2 separate regions of the Rattus norvegicus genome follow, and region 1 is linked to region 2. A link is a contact called in public Hi-C data. All regions are on one chromosome and are shown on one strand. The core of a region is the stretch at or near the end of the contact, and the rest is flanking DNA. Distances in the headings are between cores, read along the strand shown.

Region 1 (6,264 bases), core at 1,670-4,169, 450 kb before region 2:
CTTTACTTCCCCTTAACTTTAGCTTTATAACTATTCAAGCTTTAGAAGTGTCACCCAGGTAACAACTAAATATGTCTTTCTCCTCTCCTTGGTAGAACATATACATTTAATGGTCCAATTTTTGCTAATTTCTAAACTTACTACTAACATCTCTTTTTTTGGTGGAATTCATATCATTAGCTTTCTTCTATAACATTCTTTTCCTTTTATACCCTCTTGGCATAGCCTTTTTTGGTTTTGTTTTGTTTTTCATTATTTTCCCTCAGCTTTACTAGTAAGGGAATTTCATTTTCAACAACACTGTAGATTTTAACTAGTGAGTGTAATGTAGCAAAACAGATGAGGTCAAGAAGATGTGGGGTGCTGACATGCTTTGATATCATCTTTAGAGGCCCTCTACAGTAACCATGCTTTTCCTGGATTCCAACTCTAAAACTTGTGTGTGAATTTTATGTGTTACTGCCATCCTTTTCTGGCTAACCATTTGGCTAAACTGTCCTAGAGTCTAAGTAGAGGTTGCTGAGTTGTCAAAAAATAATGGGTCTACCTAGTTTTGAGCATAAGCACCATAAGGTGTTTCTGACCCAAGACTGGCTCACAGAGCATCACTGTGGTTTACTTGCTTAGCTCCTGGATCTTACTCTGTGAAAGGCTTGTTTTGTCCTTGCTATTTTCCATGATTTCTGCTCTACTTGATCCACCATCAAGAATGTTAGCCCCAAGTGTATGTCCGTTATCTCTGCACATCTGTTTTGCTTAACCTCTGGGAATTAACTGCTACTTTGAATGGATCTAGATCATAACCTCGGGCAAAAGGCAACTGCCTCTTTCTAAGGTTTTGTTATCCTGATTTCTTCCATTTCTATTTCTTGGTTTGATATCAAAGATGAGACTTTCAAATTAACTAGTTGAATTCATCCATGACTTTATGCAAAATTAGATACATTATTACTATTTATTTTCTAACTCAACTTGAGAAATTAACATTAACCTTATGTCATAAGAAGCTATAACCTTTCAATTGTTCACTGAAATTATCCTATCTCTGTCTCCGTTTCTACCTCTACCTATAGCTATCATTCATCTATCATCTGCCTATTTATCATCTATCTACCTACCTATCATCTCGATAGCTAGCTATAATCATCTATCATACAGCAATCATGTACTTACCTATTCATTCTCCATCTCCATATGTCACTTTTTATGTGTCTCTTTCTCTCACTTTTTCATGATCATCACTGGTGAGTGGGTGCAGCAAAATCTGTCTCTTAAATATAAACCATGGTTTCAGATAAAGTCCCAGTGTTAAGAGTGAATAACGAATCTAAGGATGTACCTCAACCTGCTCCCTTTCTTGGCATTTTGGCTTCAATACCCAACCTTTATACATTTAGTAGCTCTGCACCTCATGTGAAATTTAATCATTTTTCCAATTTTAAGTTCTGGCTTACAATCCTTGCTGAGAAACACAGTAAAGGAAGCAAAGTGATTATTCCTCCTACCACCGTCTTAAAAGCCCAGAAATGGAAGCAATGACTGTCTTTGGGCTGAGCTTCCCTGGAAGATCATCATGTGAGCTGATACTTGCCTGAAGTCAGAGTCAGCCAGCCAAACCTTGGACAAGAATCACTAGTGACCTATGGCTGGTATTCTTTAGGAGTTGTTCAACAACCACAGTAGAAAATGCCAAAAATCACAGAAGGAAGTTCATTTTCCGAAGCACAGAAGCCTTCCACTCTGGCCATGCCAGAAACTGAGTCTCTATGTATAACTTTGTGCTTCAAGTGACCACATCGGAAGGTTTCAGATAAATTCATTCATGCATGGGAGTTTAAAGTAAGGCATTAAGTATTTTTGGGTTTCCTTGGAGTTTCAAATAAATCAAACAGCAGCACACAAGTGCCAGAAAGGTGAAAATTAACACATCAGTCCATTTGTCAGCTGACGTAGGGAAGGGAATAATATGCAGCTTCAATGAGCTTTCTTCTTCCCTCCAGTCCTACCACAATAAACTTGGCCAGCACTACCTCTAGGCTTTCTTCACCAGCGGAACAGTTTGCTATTCCTCCAAGTCTGTCATTTGAAAGCAGAAGTCCAAGGCAAATGAAGTCCCCAAACCACTCATCAGAACCTAGCCTGCCTGCTTTTCCCCCAGTTTTCTGTAAGAACCTAGAGCTGGAGTGGTTCAAAGAAGGTCCACAAGTAGGAATTCCCAGAATGTAAGTAAGTGTTCCTTTAACAGTGGTCCTGGTGCATGTTTTTCTTTCCTCGATACTCTTGTTTACATCATTCTAAAGTTCCATGTGCATTCAGAGCACGCTGAGTCACAATGGAATGTTCCACTAAACACAAGTATATACCATACTGAGCAAGATGAAAGGCATACAAGAGCTGGGAAGTATCTAAAAATGTTCTACAAATTTCTGCATATGCTACATCTATAGCACATCCTGTCTCTTTAAATCTATCAGAAGAGGTCACACTCCAGTTCCAACGTAGGTCCACCTTTAGGAGAGACTCAGTAGAGAACAAGAAGGTGGAGGTAGATAGGAACTCAGTGATCACGTCCAGGGAGACCTCGAGTGAAATCTCAGCAGAATGAGGATGGAGTGGGCTAGGAGTTAAAGAAGATTTTAAAATAATGGCCTTCCTGCTGCACAAAGCATACACTTGCTTGACCCCACTAGGCAGAAGGGTGAAGTTATTGGATTCTAAAACATCTTGGTTTAATAAATAAGGAAGCAGAGAGCTGTGAAGGCAAAGTGTATTAGTCACTGTACACTGTGGCTGAGCTGGAATTTGAATCTGCATTTCTGATTCCCACGCTCCTGCTCTCTGGTAGCAGTAGTCTCTTTTTGGACAAACATAACCAAGGCTACATAACTCTGCCATATGTCTTCATGCCACAGAGGGGTCTCCAGGTCAGTACTGGACTCCAACGTTGCTTCACAATTGACATGCAGATCACCTCCTACCTTAACCTGGAGTGACGTGCAGTTCATAAAAAGACCAGGCATGTATACACAAATATTCCCCCATGTTTGGAGTAGGTAAGAATTCTTTTGGCATAAGTGGGGAAAGGCATAAACAAATGTATAACATATAACATCACCAGTAATGGCAAAAACAAAGTCTGAGTTGAATCACAAAAGAACAAAATCTTAGAACAGAAAGCAAAACCACTTGAAGAAAATATCATAAAAACAGCATCCTCCCCCAGCTTGCAGCTTCCACTCTCCTTCCTCGTTTGCTCCCACCAGCTGGTGTCTCAGCTCCACCTGACACAGCTTCCAGACCCTGTTTGAAATTCTTGTAAAGAGACACCACCCTGTTCCTCAGCTTTGAACCTTGGAGGTCTCAAGTTTACAGGGTTTTTCTTTCTCTGATATTTGTTTGACTGACCCACCTCATCCTTCCTGGCCAAGTTATCCATTGATTCTTTTGAGTGGACTCTCTGCTTCAAAATATTTTATGGCATAAAATTGTACCAGTTTGTATAGGTGCATGGAAGCAAAATATACAGAAATATGATAATCCCAAAGGCCATGAACCGTAATATTAAGTTGTTTGCCATTATCAATAGAACTATAACATGCTTTTTGAGGACAACACTTGGGAAGTCTATAATTCATACAGTTCACTGCAGTAGTTTAGAGATGAATGTTCACAAGTATTAGCACATTCTTTTCAACTGAGAGAGGAGAGTCTTTAGTGTGCCCACCTATAATTCAGTTAAGGCTTATGAAGACTTTCCTATTTTTGACACAAAATTGAGGTTGATTGATTTTATACTGGAGCCTATAAAATTCAAACTTAGATAGAAATATTGCAGCTACAATAGCTAATAAGGGTTATCATATCAAGGGTTTAAGAAAATATAAGCCTAAAATTAAGTGGCATTGGTAGGGGATGAGAGATATCTGACTTAATGTTTAATAGCAATCCATATGTCAGTGTCAAAAATCACAGAGGTTGAAGATGGTGTTTTGAAAAAGTTTCCCAGTATGCATTTCTACCAATGTCAGGTCTTTCAACCTAGTAATCTACCTTTGGAATACTCTTCTCAGTAAGTAGCAATAAACTCTCACAAAGATATTTACAAACAAAAGAATTAAATTAATGTAGCATTAAAGTAATATGAAATAGAAATAACTTTAAATTCCAGTAATAGAAATGTTCAGTGGGGCAGAAGGAACACCCATTCAGAGCCTGCCCCACATATGGCCCATACATATACAGCCACCCAATTAGACAAGATGGGTGAAGCAAAGAAGTGCAGGCTGACAGGAACTGGATGTAGATCTCTCCTGAGAGACACACCCAGAATACAGCAAACACATAGGAGAATGCCAGCAGCAAACCACTGAACTGAGAATAGGACCCCCGTTGAAGGAATCAGAGAAAGGACTGGAAGAGCTTGAAGGGGCTCAAGACCCCGTATGAACAACAATGCCAACTAACCAGAGCATCCAGGGACTAAGCCACTACCCAAAGACTATACATGGACTGACCCTGGGCTCCAACCTCATAGGTAGCAATGAATAGCCTAGTAAGAGTACCAGGGGAAGGGGAAGCCCTTGGTCTTGCTAAGACTGAACCCCCAATGAATGTGATTGTTGGGGGGAGGGCAGTAATGTGGGGAGGATGGGGGAAAAAAAGAAATGTTCAGTGGACTATTATATACTCATTATGAGTTAAACTTTCAAAAAACATTCAATAGCAGTGATTCATCCATTGCATATTTTAGTATAAAATATTGCATATGTATTTATATAAAATATAACTCAGTTTCTCTAATGACAACATTTGAGGCTTTGTTAAAAAGTTGGAGAAGAGGATTAAGGAATAAGTGATCTCATCCATGCAGTGACTTCCTCTGACTCTATATAAGGTCATCCTCTGAATGCTCCCATTGTTCTTCAAGAAGGTGCAACTTGGAAAGGCCATCTGAGAATAAAGAAAGATCAAACATCAGAGACCTGGGATGAGTACCCATCTCATCTAGACATGGGACCAAAGCTAACATTAGTCATAGTTAGTGACCCTGAGAGAATTATGCTACAAGGCACTTTTCTATCCATATTTATTCCTCAACCAAAATATACAGATTACTTAGAGCTGGTCTTTGTTTGTGCCCTATGACATCTATCTTTCATGTTGTATGAAGAAATAGATGTTTCTGTCACTCTCTCTGCAGCTGTCATTAACACCAGAGAAAACCATGCTTTCTGTTTCTTCCTGGATCTTCCGTGTTCATCCTCAGGCCTGACTGAGAAAGGAGATAAAGATGATAAACTCCACTGTCTCCTCTTCTTCATCTGCCAGAGAATAGCAAGCGAATGAATCTAATGAAACTCTAGAGAGAAGGCACCAGGAAATTTCTGGGACAGAGTGAACTAATAGGTGTCTTGGATCTCAGGCTCCTGCTTACAGGCACAGGGATCAAAGACATTTTAAAGAAAAAGGGAAGATTATTAGGGTCATCTATCCTGAGAATGGGTAGGGAATATTGAAAAGCAGTAAGATCAGAGGTTTGTGGTTAAGCAAGACCTTGCTTTGTACAGGTTAACCCTTCTACCATTTTAGATGAAAGCATGGCTGACCTGTTGCTTGGATTTTAGTGTAATGCACACAAAACAGCATCTACCTTCCAGTAGCACTCATAGAAGTGATGGTGTGTCTAACAGTATTGAATGTGCTGGCCAACTCAGTCATTACTGGACAACTAGGGATCACTTTCCTATTACAGTGAATATAAGGCTTCAGAATAAATCAGACTTGGGTTCAAATCTTTATTGTTTTATTTGTTGTCTTTCAAGATGTGAAATGCATTCAGGTCTGTTAAACTTTGGTTTTACATACTTAACATGGAAGTAAATGCTTCTTTCTGTAGGTACTTGATGTGTTAACTTGTCTTAGAAAATGATCAGTATTCCGTGTTTTTCATCCTCTCTTTTGCATTATTCTGATGAGATGCCAAGTGATGTGCTGTCTTATGGGCATATATCTTATGAGCGCCCAAACCACAATCATTCACTTACATAGGACAGCCTTGCTTTAGCCAGACATAATTTATCCAGAATTGTGTCTTTAAAAGCTTCTTCTCTGTTTATTTGTGTTTAAAAAGATTCCATGAAAAAGAATAGTGTGGGAGTTTAGACCAGGAAATAAAAAGATGTTTCCAGATAGAAAAGCAACATTCTATTTGTTTAGAAACTCATCCAGTACAGGCCACAGGCAACACTATGGTGGGATAAAACA
Region 2 (6,574 bases), core at 1,428-3,927:
ACTGAGCACCCTCCTCTATCACATGCTTCTACCATGATATCTTGTCTCACCAAAAAAAGGTGCCAACTGCCAATGGAAAGAAATCTCTTGAACCAGGAATCAGAATAAGTGTCCTCATTTTAACTATATTATTTCAGGTATTTTTTAAGAGTATCAACAGCCTGTGTATATGGCCTATTGCTCGACTTGATGAACAAATGTTCTTTTACTGTGAGATGCTGGGCCCAAAGTAGGGTTGAGTTATAAGACAGAAGGAACAGAGGGAACTAGAGTTCCTGAACAAACACCATGAAAAGTTACCTGCTTTCTAGGAACATATGTAAAAGAGCTGAGTAAGAAAAACTTTTAACACATTAAGCCATTGAGATTGGGAAGTTGACTTCCTAAAGTTAATCTCTCTTGACTAATAAGCATGCTTGGAAAATACGCAACAGCAAGAGAGTCATAATCCTATAGGATAAGATTGCCAGAAGACAGAATCCATCTTTTCCTGCTGAAGCGCTGCAAGATTGTAGCATTCACCAGAGCCATAGTTCCAGTCAAACATGGGTTATTAGATTTGTTTTCTTGGGGTCCCCCAGTGAATCAGCCTGCTACTCCTGATCTTCCCAGCAAATCACTTCCTTATATCTCTACTGTCCCAAAAGCTTCCAGATAACTGGATTATTTCCCAAGAGTCTCTTGGACCTGCTCAAGGTGACCTTCCTTGGCCTGTTAGACTTTCCACATCCCCATGAACTTCTAAAGGACATAGCAATCTGTGATTCCCTCCAGTCTGAGTGGGAACAGAGAACCAGGCAAAGTTTAGCTCTCTGCTAAAAGATCAAACAGATGGCCAAGGTCTATGCCCTCAAGCACTGCTCAGGTGGGCAACAGCCTACTTACGCCACTTGCCATGGGCCATCCAACTCTCATGGCCCCTCTATTTAGGCTGAATAGAAAGCATATTAGACACAGATTCTATTCATTTTCTTTTTGTTGCCTCCTTAATCCAGATTTACCAATTAGCTTTAACTGATAGGCTAAAGTTTCTTATGACAGCTCTGTGACAGGCTGAGATTTGAAAAGTCCATGTACACTGAATCTTGTTCTGCACTGCTCCTCAGGAACCTTCTGCATATGTGAACAAACCAAGGGATAGAGAAAATCTTTCCTGCCACAAAGAAGTCTTGACACAATGGAAGTCCTGGTCAAGTGAGGGATGACATTCTAGGCCATTCCAGCCATGTTGGATCAGAATAGAATGCTATACAGTTAACCTTTGGACCACAAAAATAATGTTTCTTGTCTTAACCATATTTGGCAATGTTTGCTAAACCTGCAAAATAGCAGGTACACACACATACAGACATTAGTCACGTGAGACCTGAGAACCCCGTAAAAATCCATCTGAAATTTTCCCCAATTTTCTCACCTCTATAATGAGAGCCCTCCCACCTGTGAAACTGGAAGCAAGTGAATGGAAAGGGGACCGTTTACTCTTCTTTTAAAATCATACATGGAGTCCATCAGTATGAAAGTTGGATTGAAGTATGTAAATCACTCACTGTGTCACCAAACTTTCATCCCTGGAAGAACAAGAAATCACAGGTCCGGTGGGCTTCTGCCAGCCCCTACACACATGCATAGTCATGCATGCATGCACACACACAAACACACACAGAAATACACACAATAAATCCACCAGGAATCTAAGCAAAATTTTACAATAACATTGGGCTGCAAGATGAACATTTGGCTCTAATCCTGGTTCTACCCCACTGTGGGGAATCCTTTTCTTTTGCTGGGTCTAGATTGTTGAACTGGAGGTTTGTCCTATCTATGTATTCTACAGTTCTAAGGGCTTCAATTCGGACTTTCCACTTGCATTAACAAATCTTCATTCAGTATTACTCATGCAGTTGATAATATGCTGTACAACATGCACTCTGATAAAAAAAAAACATATAAAGATTCTAAGATTCACCGGAACACAGTAACAGTGGGAGGAGGTCAGTGACTTGTTCCCCTCCTGCAGAAGAGAAATCTGAGATTCAGAAAAGCTAAAACATTCCACAACCCAGCCTCAGCCCACCCCTATACACCCTTCACTAACTACACCCACGCCCACCCGACTCCCACTCCAGAGCTCCAAAGACTTTTCAGCAATAATTCGCTCTGATTCTCTGGCACTTCTTCCTGTTTTCTAAAGTGAGATGCTGCTTAATAGAATCAGCTAGACCTTGGCTTGGAAAACCAGGGTGTCAAGATCTAGATCTACCCTGATATCCCTCTGTGACCTTGACTTTCTCTGAAACCATTTAATTATCCCCAGGAGCATCAAGCCTGACTCTGAGACCTCAACAGGGGTGCAACAGAGATCAGATGTGTTTTCAGATATAAAAATGCTTTAAAGAAGGAAACCATCCAGCCAATATGATTCGGTGCTTATCCTGTGTGCATCAAACCTCAGTCAGAGCAGAATTCTAAAGCTGTCTGAACTCTCTAAGCCTTTAGAACTGTGGACAGGAAGAACAAGGTATGTAATTTTTTGTTGTTGCTTTAGAAGCTCAAAGAAGGGCTAGGAAATCGTGACTTCCAACACTCACAGCTTTGAGTTTCTGTGGACAGCTGGGCCTAGAGATGACGTCATCTGGCATGAGTGAGAAAGCCTCCCTTCAGCAAGAAAGGGATTTGCAGAAAGGAAATATCTGTCATCTGTGTGAGAGCAAGAGGTGATTAAACACTCTGCACTTGATTATCCACCTGTAAAATGAGACTCCATACCTCAACTGTCCATGGGAGAAAGGACAGGAAGCCTCAGGAGGCCATGTCTACCACAACCCTAGATTAAGGCTTTATGTGTGATCTCACTGTGGAAAATACCATAAGGCAAAAATCCAAGATATAAAGATTTAGAGGCATGCTTTCCTGTCTCTGTTCACCGTGTAGCACAGCCTGACACAGAAGAGTGAGAGGATTCAATTGATGGTGGTGCATCTGATACTAGAATATGGCGGTGGTATGAAAAGGATGTCTTCTGGGACTTTTAACGGTCTGGGGAATTGTTAAAGATGCTGACAGTGCTGGGAAGGCACACGAGCACCTGACTCATCCCTCAGAAGCCACATGGATGACTGAGAGGAAGATGAAGCATGAGACTGGCAGACCAAATGAGGAAGGAGACCTCCTGTTAATCATCTCTTCATAATCTTGGAAGGCTAAAGTGGAAAGGGGCCATCAGTGTTCGCATAGTGAAGGGGACGAGCTCTATACTAAGACACTGTGTCATGAGGTCTTTCCAATTCCAACGGGGAAAAAATAAGTCTCTCGACGGGAACCCGCAGACTACTTTTGGCTGAAATGGTAAAATCAGAGTTGCCTTCCTGGCACCATGCTTGGGCAGTTCCCACAGCCGGGGCAGACAAAAAGGTGAGGAGACTATAAAGGCAGAGAAAGCCCTAATGGGTCTATCGCCATTGCAAATGATTCCATTCCATTTCAGGGAGGTATCTGAGCCCTCCAAAAATAGGTCTTCAGAATAATAACATGGATTGATGGCATCTGCGGCATTAGAGAAAACTAAACAAAAGATAAATAAAAACACATAAAATAAATTTTAATATGAGAAAAATGGAGTAATAGGATGCTGTGCAGATAAGTTGACTGTACATCATCACGGTGTAGGTGTTACCCTGGCACCTCCGAGGAGCAGATGCTATAAGATCCCATGAAGGTCAAAGCAGGTGGGGCTCAAAGCCACTATACACCTGTGACATTAAAATGCAGTTTGCAAACTGATTGTCATTTGCCCAGTCCAACAGGGACACTCCAACAAAGCATCTGACTATATAAATGAGTCCCATTCCTGGCAGCATCTAGTAGGAAGGGGCATGGATTAATTGATGTCCTCATGGCCTGAAGACAGGTAAAGGAAAACTGATACAATGTTGTTTCGTAATGCATAGCAGCATAAGATCTGGACCTGTGAGCAAAGGGAAGCTGCCATGTAAATTTTAGCCAACCCTGAAGCTATCAGGAGAAGGGAATGGGGAAGAAGAATGCTGTGCAGATAAAAAATAAATAAAGCTCCTGGTGTCCTCTACATTTATCACCCTCCCTGGAAGTTGGGTGAAGGTCACCAACTAGCAAAAGATGATGGGAGCAGAGACCCATGTTTGGTTCTAGGGCAAGAGACAATGTGAATGTTTCACCCATCACTCTACCTCCCTGCTCAGCAAGGTTGAAAAAATAGGTTGTTAGGGAGGCAGCATACCATGGAACTAGTTCCGGCTGTTGTTACTAGTGAAAAGGAAGTCTTCCTTCCAGATCCACCTATTTTCCCCCAGGACCAAATTTGGCCTCAAACCAGAGCACCAACCACTACTTCTGAAAGCTGCCCTCAAGAGGCTTCTCTACACCCTGTTCAAACAAAGATCAAGCCACTCCATTACTGAAACCTAATCTGAGCAGGCTGAGGCTCTAGCTCTATGGCCACTCCTAGACATAAGTGGAACTATGTTGTATGGTATAAGATCTTACTCCTGCCTCTGCCCCTACATCAGCTAAAAGGACAGAAGAGGCAATTTTCCAGGAATAAATAGACTAATGTGGCAGGAAACAAGAAGCTCCCCAGGAGTATTCTACCTCTTATTACCCATGAGAGGGTTCCACAGTGGTGCACTAAGAACATGTTACAAGTGACCAGATGTGTTCCCTTGTGATACAGAAGTCACTCAAGGATGTACCTACTGCTTTTGGTTCTCAGCCTTTCTCCTTTGCCTCTCTTGCTGGCATTCACACTGCCGTAGGGTGACCCACACAACAAAGTGTTAAGCTAGCTTGTCTGTGTTTTTTTGTATCTACACAAAGCAGAGCAGTTAAGGAAACAGGACAGAAAAGGGCAGACAATTAGCAGGATCTCTGAACATTCCAGAAACAAAAGCAAGAACTGCAAGCTAAGAACATGGCTGACATCACTTTACAGAGTTTATTTGCCCACTGCTATGGTTTCACTTCTCCCTTTTTCCTATGATGATGATGAGCCAGAATACCTGTAGCATGGAAATACTCTCCAGACCGCATTCCAAGGCAGCAGGAAATACAGAGATGGATGCCGAAGGGATTGACTCTAAATCAACAGTTGACAGAGTAGAGTAAAGGAGAAGTCTGAGTATTAGGTACTCCATGACAGTATCATAATCAGGGCAAAGACAGAAACCCTGAGCCTGTGGATATTCAATGCACAATAATAATGAGAAGAACTGAACATGCAGAAGAACTGTGGTGCTTGTTATCACCCTAATTCAAGAAATGCCATTGTGAGGCTTTGACCAAGAATGGCCCCCATAGTTTCATATGTGTGAATGCCAAGTCACAACGGAGTGGATTAAAAGGATTAAGAGATGTGGCCTTGTTGAAGTAGGGATGACTTTGTTGAAACCAGTGGGGGTGGACTTTGAGCTTTCATAAGACCATGCATGCCAGGCTCCATATCTTTCCCCCTCTGTGTGTGTGAGGAGGAAGGTATCTGTCTGTCCTTCTGTCTCTGTTTCTCTCTCTTTATCTCTTTTTCTGGGTGTGAATCAGTTCTCAGCTATTGTTCCAGTGCCATGCTCCCCACCATGATTATAATGTACTGAGCCTCTGAATCTGTAAGCAAGCTCCCAAATAAATGGTTTATAAGAGTTACCTTGGCTACAGTATCCTCTTCACAGAAACAGAACAGTGACTAAGACAGTCATGCTACTGTTTTAAAATCAAACTGAGTCTATCTTACCTCATCAGCCAAGAGTAGCACTAAGTCTATCTAAGATAAAGAATGGAGGAGACTCTACCATGATATAAATACTCAGTGTTTGTTGAGCGCTTACATGTCACATGTTGTCCCTAACTCTAGTGCATTGAACCTTTACAACATTTTCAGTAAGAGTGTTAGCATCTAATGCTATTGTGAAGAAACTAATTGTCTAAAGTCAAGAAAGTGGTGAGGAAAGATTTCAACTCTGACTGAACCCCTAACCCAATGCTACTGAGACAATAGAGTTCACATGATATGAAACATGGGACATGATCTCTTGTTTTCTACTTATCATGATGGCAGCTAAAAGTCCTCCCTGTCAAACTCTACACAGTCTATTAGAAGGCTGGCTTTTGTGGAACCACATACTCCTTCTGCGTGTTGAGGATTTTTCCACAGAAATGTCATCTGTAGCCTGCAACATGATAGATGGAGACTCAGACAGCCCATTTCTGCCATTTCTCAGCTCTAGGACTTTTGCTTTAGAATCACCCCAAACCTTTCCTTCTAGGGGCTCAAGAACTCCAATTCTCCTTTCCCAGGATATGGCTGTGGTCCTTGCCCCTACAAAGTGTCAGTCTCTGCTCCCCAACCTGCCTGGAAAGGTCTAGGCTGTCATCCTTGGGCCACTCTCATTTGGAGCTAGGGAGGTCGTTTATCAAAGATGTCTGGCTCCTTCTGGCCCCCTAGGTAAGGGAAAATGTTCTTGCTCAGAACAGATCCAGGGTCTCAGCATGGCATTTTCACACAGGAACACTCTGGGAGGGCTGTTCAGACTCAAAATAAATTTGAATA

The links. Hi-C and Micro-C count contacts between places; a contact is called where the count stands out from the background.
Region 1: a contact with region 2 is called in a Hi-C map of prefrontal cortex, with 3 times the contacts expected there. The contact joins two enhancer-like sites. A contact is called at or near these places in 2 of 12 Hi-C or Micro-C datasets (frontal cortex and prefrontal cortex).

Annotation. Positions count from the first base shown.
Region 1 is chr7:102,579,241-102,585,504 of GRCr8, reverse strand. It overlaps the pseudogene Tox4-ps1. Among named protein-coding and RNA genes, the nearest start is that of Khdrbs3, 140 kb to the left of the region's middle. Within about 2 kb of position 2,919, at least 5 of the 93 cell types and tissues checked have an H3K27ac peak or open chromatin away from gene starts, as enhancers often do.
Region 2 is chr7:102,132,039-102,138,612 of GRCr8, reverse strand. No RefSeq gene overlaps it. Among named protein-coding and RNA genes, the nearest start is that of H3-7l, 11 kb to the left of the region's middle. Within about 2 kb of position 2,677, at least 7 of the 93 cell types and tissues checked have an H3K27ac peak or open chromatin away from gene starts, as enhancers often do.